Linked DNA regions of Mus musculus: region 2 is linked to region 1. A link is a contact called in public HiChIP or PLAC-seq data. All regions are on one chromosome and are shown on one strand. Each heading gives the region's core, a stretch centred on a gene start, on an enhancer-like site or on the middle of the called end of the contact. The rest is flanking DNA. Distances are from core to core; before and after follow the strand shown.

What was found. HiChIP or PLAC-seq counts read pairs in DNA pulled down with a chosen protein or histone mark.
Region 2: an H3K4me3 HiChIP or PLAC-seq map of pro-B cells shows a contact between it and region 1, with 3 times the contacts expected there. The contact joins the promoter of Tdp2 here to the promoter of Slc17a3 in region 1. A contact is called at or near these places in 7 of 39 promoter capture datasets (the 3T3-L1 cell line, cranial neural crest, liver and 3 more), 3 of 115 datasets of contacts at active chromatin or transcription factors (the 230-238 cell line, large pre-B cells and pro-B cells) and 1 of 9 other capture datasets (liver).

What each region holds. Positions count from the first base shown.
Region 1 is chr13:23,837,755-23,840,723 of GRCm38.p6, reverse strand. It overlaps Slc17a3 (solute carrier family 17 (sodium phosphate), member 3), which reads right to left and starts at 1,290. Exons shown (of 12, transcript NM_001164743.1): 1 at 1,059-1,290.
Region 2 is chr13:24,830,030-24,832,942 of GRCm38.p6, reverse strand. It overlaps Tdp2 (tyrosyl-DNA phosphodiesterase 2), which reads right to left and starts at 1,284. Exons shown (of 7, transcript NM_019551.2): 1 at 1,014-1,284; 2 at 848-933. The coding sequence starts at 1,211. It overlaps Acot13 (acyl-CoA thioesterase 13), which reads left to right and starts at 1,454. Exons shown (of 3, transcript NM_025790.2): 1 at 1,454-1,717. The coding sequence starts at 1,637.

The sequences.
Region 1 (2,969 bases), core at 41-2,540:
GTCATTCTATAAAACTATAAAATTCATGAGACGGCTTCCATATTGGGACATGAACATCTGGCATAACCTAAATCTCTGTTCCCAGACCATGGTCTCTCAAATATGGCTCCAGTATAATGTCATGTTTGCTGTAAGGTAAGAGCTGTGTGCTTTTTGTATTGATGATGTAACAGGCAAAGAAGTGATTGCTAACACCATTTTATCTAGAGTGGTTTTCACAATGCTCACACTGTTCTTCATGTCCCCAGCAGCTGTCAGACTAACAAGAGTAGTTACAACCACTGCTGTAGACTCAGGACCCAGGCAGGGCCATGGACCTCAGAAAACTCACTGACTCTCTTCTCCTAGGCCATTGAGCTCATTAGCAAAAGAACTGATGTTTGTTCATGAGACACTTTGACTTTCCCCTTACCATTCTCTCTCTGTCTGTTTCTCTCTGTCTCTGTCTGTCTCTGTCTCTGTCTCTCTCATTCAATTTTTTTTTTTAAATAACAAGTTCTGTTGGGTATGGTAGATCTACCTCCCTTGATTCTCTGGACAAGTCACTTCTACACACATACATGATTTTATGTGACTACGTAAAAGTTTTAAAAACATTCCTTTATAGTATGTGTTTCTTGGATCTGTCTCCACAGCTGCTATTGTCTCCACCAATTCCTATGGTGATCTAGCACAAACTCTTCAGTTTCCAGTCTCTCCTCTCCCTCTCTTTCTTCTCCTCCCTCTCCTTACCCGCTGTCTCTGTATGTTCCTCCTTTTCCCCTCCCTCTTGGACCCTCTTTTCCCCTCCCTTCTCCCTCTCTTTCTCCATCCTCCGTTATCTTCTTCCCCTTCTCTCCCCCTTCCCCCTTCCCTTTGCCTCTCCCTCCATTTTTCCGTCTTCCTCACTCTTGCTTCCCCATTGCCTTTGTAGACATAGGTTTTTACATTGTATGAACATGTTTTTATTTTGTCAGCAGGAGAACATTTGAAGTTGGAGGAGGGATGTATAGCAACCCTCAGCTGGTATTCAAGGACAGTGCAGATCTTTGGCTACCCAATGAAAGTAAGTGACTTACCAACTTAGTGACTGAGGTAGGCCTTCCTGTGTTTCCTCTGGACAGGCTTCTCTTACCTCTTACCAGACCACTCAGTATTCTGTGTCACTCCATGACTCCAATTATTAATCATTAATGACAGGCTGAAGCACCCCCTGCTTTCAGCTGTGAGCTTCACAGCCTTCGTCCTTGTCCAGTGTCTTGCCAGCACCCCAGAAGGATCTACTGGGTCTGACACCTGCAGGCAGTTATTAGTCACATTGCCTTGCAGTATTTCTAAAGACATTTCCTTTTTCCGGTTTGAAATGGGATAAGTTACAAATTAAACACATTTTGTACTTTACCCCCTCTTTTTTTTGTCTGGTCTTTAATTTTCTTTTGCTTCTTTGAACTATGTGGGCCATAATCTTATTTAGTAACGTTGTTAACCAAATCAAATGGACAAAACCCACAAGCTTCTCATAAATTCAGTATTTATTCCCCATGACTTTTTTCCTGTCTTAATTACTTCTATGTTTGTTGATAAACTACATAAAACAATGCTCGTACCTACATCTCAATTTGCACATGTTACCATGTACAATGGCAAGTTTTCTAACTCACTTAAGTAACCGCTTAAAACTTTTATACATGCACATGATGCATTGTGATCAGACCTCACTCATTTTTGCCAACAAATTCCTCCCATTCCCCACTGTCACTTTTCCCTCTCAAGTTCATGCTTCTTCATTGCTTCTCCTCCTCCTCCTCCTCCTCCTCCTCCTCCTCCTCCTCCTCCTCCTCCCTACTGAGTCACGTAGTGTTGTCTGTGTGTTCATAGGTGTTGAACTATCTAATGGAATATGGATAGCATCTTAGAATCTGAATCCCTGAAGAAAACTGATGCTCTCACCGGCTAGCAGCCATAAATTGCCAATAGCTCCTCGGCCATGGGTGAGACTTCATGAGCTCCCGCCCTGACCGTGGCGAGATTTTGGCTGGCTGGATCTTGCTCAGGTCTTGTGTTTACAGCCACAGCTGCTGTGAGCTCACGTGTACAACAGCGCTGTCTTGTCTGGCAAAGAAGGTTTTGCAGTAGATGTCCACTACCTCTGGTGCTTAAGATGCCTCTTCTACAATGCTTCCTGAGCCTTATGATCAAGAATGTGACACAGATGCCCTTTTAAAGCTGATCATACCACAGTCTCTTACTCCCTAGATTTTGACAAGCCGTGGGTCTTTGTATTAATCACCTTATACTATAAAAAGAAGCTTCCCTGATGAGGGCTGAGAAATGCACCGAACTGATAATTTTGTAGTTTGATTTTTCTTTATGGTTGAATAATCTTCCATGTATCATTACACATTTATCAGGTGATGGGACATTTTAAACCTTTTCATTTCCTGGTGATTGTGAACAGAGAAGCAATAAACATGAATGAGTAAATAAATCTACAGTAGAATATAGAGTCTGTTGAGAATATTCTCAGGAAATGTTCTGGCTTGATCACATGATAGTCCTATGTCTAGCTTTTTGAGGTACCTCCACATTGATTTCCAACAAAGGGGCTGAGCTCGGAACACCCACACCAGCACACCAGAGGCCAAGCTTGTTCATTTCTTTAGACGATCCTGCCAATAGCTTGGAAGTAGACAACAGATTCATTGCCTTCCAAGCTCGTGAAGGAGTTTGTCCTTGCCTCAAAGGTGAGGTGGTACTTCAAACCCACTGTTTCGTATAGGCAAAAAACAAACAAACAAACAAACAAAAAACAAAAAAACTCTACCTCTCAGAGGCCCCTAGGCTTATGACTCAGCCTGAGCACTGATGTCAAACTCATTCACAGAAAGGAATCTGGGTTCTGTGTGCACTGAGCTCTTCTGGTAGCTCATCTTCACTGTGGCTTTAAGTCCTGTCTTGCTTTATGCTCTCAATGCATCTCCTTTGGTTTT
Region 2 (2,913 bases), core at 35-2,534, 990 kb before region 1:
AGGTTACCATTCTTCAGGAGAAAATCTCTACCTCTGTTTTTTTTCTAATCTTCAGTTTACATATCACCAATATTTCAGGTCAGTAAGTGTATTTCAGTAGCCAGGGTTTCACAAACCTTTAATCCCAGTACTGGGCCAATGGAAGGCAAGCCTTGACCACAAAGGAGTTCCAAGTCAGCCTGGACATATATGGCTCAAATAAAAAGTTCGGGTAGGGAGTGCTGGAATCAGATGCAATGCTAGCAAAAGGGAGGCTGGAAGAGAGCTGGAGGTCAGGATTATTGCAAGCCTCTGTCTCGAAAAAGAACAAATAACGGTAACATTAAACAAAAATTCCATCCCAGTGTGGTGGTGGGCACTCTAAATCCAGCCCATTCGATTCTGAGGCAGGTAGATCTGTGTTTGAGGCCAACCTAGTCTACACACCAAGCTCAGGCCAGCCAGGGATAAAGGGTGAGGTTCTGCCTCAAAATACATAAAATAATCTTCAGGTTTAAGAAATAAGATAAAATAAAATAAAATAAATCACGTTGGAAGCCAGTTCTAGTATGTGCCTTCAACGTGCCAGCACTGAGAGGGCAGAAGCAAGCTGATCTGAGTTCGAGGCCAGCTTGGTTCAAATAACGACGAGTTCCAGGCCAGCCAAGCGCTACACAGTGAGACTCGTCCCAAAACAACAAAGACAAGTCCCGCTGGGAAGTGACCCTGCATCCTCGGAAGCATTCCCTGAGATTTCCAGCTCTGGGGCGCCGGCCGCCCTTTTCCAGGTCCCGGTCCTCGGACGCCCAAGCCCAGCAGGCGGTCCCTCCCCGCCCTCGGCGAGCAGCCCGCGACCCCCGTCGCTTACTAGGCCTCGGACTTGAAGGACGTGGGAGGCTGGCGCGGCCACCCTTGGTCGTTCTCTGGCAGCTCGAAGTAGGCGCTCAGGGCTTTCTGAAAAGCAAAGGCACAAGGCTGCAGGGCGCGCCCCGCCTCCCGGGGGAGAGCGGCGGAAGCGAGAGACGCGAACTGACCTGCGTCTGCCAGTCGTTCTCCCGCAGGACGCTGGGGACCATCGTGGGGTCGCATCCCCCCACCAACGCAAAGCCCAGGCACTGAAGCCGCCGCCTCTTCACCCGGTCCTCCTCCGCCTGTGCTGCTTCGGGCGCCGACGCCGCCCGCCCTGCCGGCCCTGCGGGCTCCGCCGCATCGGAACTGCTGCCAGACGCCATCGCCGCAGGGTCCCCTCAAAACACCCGCTCTTCACGCTGCTTCCCGCGCGACTGATCGCGAACGCCGGAACCTGCGCAGGCGCGCAGCGTGCAAGCGCGTCCGCGTCAACCTTCCGGCAAGAAGACCGCCCTCTCTGGTCCCCGTCCGCGGCCAGCGAGGCGCAGATGGGGAGGGGGAGGGGGAGGGGAGGGGAAGGAGGGGCCGAGGAGGCCTGAAGGTTGCGCGTGCGCGCTGGGGCGCTAAAGAGTGAAGGTAACCCGTGATCATCTAGGACCAGGGCGACCGGGGCGCGCGATCCTTTCTCCCGAGCACGACGCGACAGCGGCCGGGCTTGCAGACTTGACCTTCCACACCCTTGTCCTCTCACAAACGTCTCTTCCAGAGTTCATTCTCGCAGAGCCCAGACTCTTGCTTTGCGTCCACGATGAGCAGCATGACCCAGAACCTACGAGAAGTAATGAAGGTTATGTTCAAAGTTCCCGGTTTTGATAGAGTTTTGGAAAAGGTATATTTATTGTAGGCGAAGTATCTGGTGAAGGGGACGAACCTAGTAAAACACCTTAGTGGCCTCGCAAACGCAGGGGAAGTGCGTGGCGTGGATTCTCATCGAAACGTAAATAAGCATGTTTGGTTTTTTGTTTTTTGTTTTTTTTTTAACCAGCAAACTGTTGGAGTGTGTGGAGAAAAAATGTCAGCGTACCATTTAAGGGACGCTGGAGCCTGCAGGGCTAGTATATAGGAATTGTTTCTTAAGAGTCAAGGAGGTTTGAGGTACGGAAGTGAATGCGAGAACCACCTGTACGTGTGTTGTATTTCTTGCTTTTGAGACTAGGTCTTTGTAACTAGGTCTATGTAACTATGTAACGTTTGTTGGCTGAGAACCCTTGTAGTCCAGGCTGGCCTGGGAGTCTACAGAGTTAACCAGGACCAGTGCCTGCACCCTGCCATTCCACATGAACTAACGTAGACTACTGTTTTCCAGACTTTATAGACATTGTGTTCTATAGGAAGCAATCCTTAATAAATATCCGTAGCAGAAGTCCAGTGCGTGGTATTGTCAGAGTAGAAAGACACTTAACCTTAGAACTTGCTGCAGACTTTTTAATAAATGTTTTAATGCACGCATGTCTATTTTTCTGATTAAGAAAAAATACTTGGAAATTTAAAAAGAATTTGGGCATGAAATATAAATTTTGGTCAACAACAGGCATTTGAAATCTTTTTCCTGAACACGCCCCCTCTTAGAATTTTTTAACTATGTTCATAAAGTGTCAAAAAAATAGGAAATAACCCTTAGGTAAATATATTTAATGTTTTCCAATAGGAAATATTTCAAAACTAAGGACAGCATTTGACAGTGACTTTTAGAAAGATAATATTACCTAAAAAGAATTTTAATGATTTAAGAGGAAATTTTAATTCTTTAAAAACAACCAAAAACAACTTTATGAGGACTGGGATGTAGTTAATCCAAGCTTGCAGGTGGGAGCCCGTCATTGACAGGGTTGCAGGTGGGCACCTGTCGTTGACAGGGTTCCATAGCCACTTCTCCGTAAGCTTTCCTCACCCTCCTGGGTATTAGAATATTTTGTAACGTATTTATTTGGTTTTATTTATTTATTTATTTTCTATTATTTATTTAAGTTCTATCCAGAACTTGACATGTAGACCAGGTCATCCTGGATCTCACAGAGATTGATC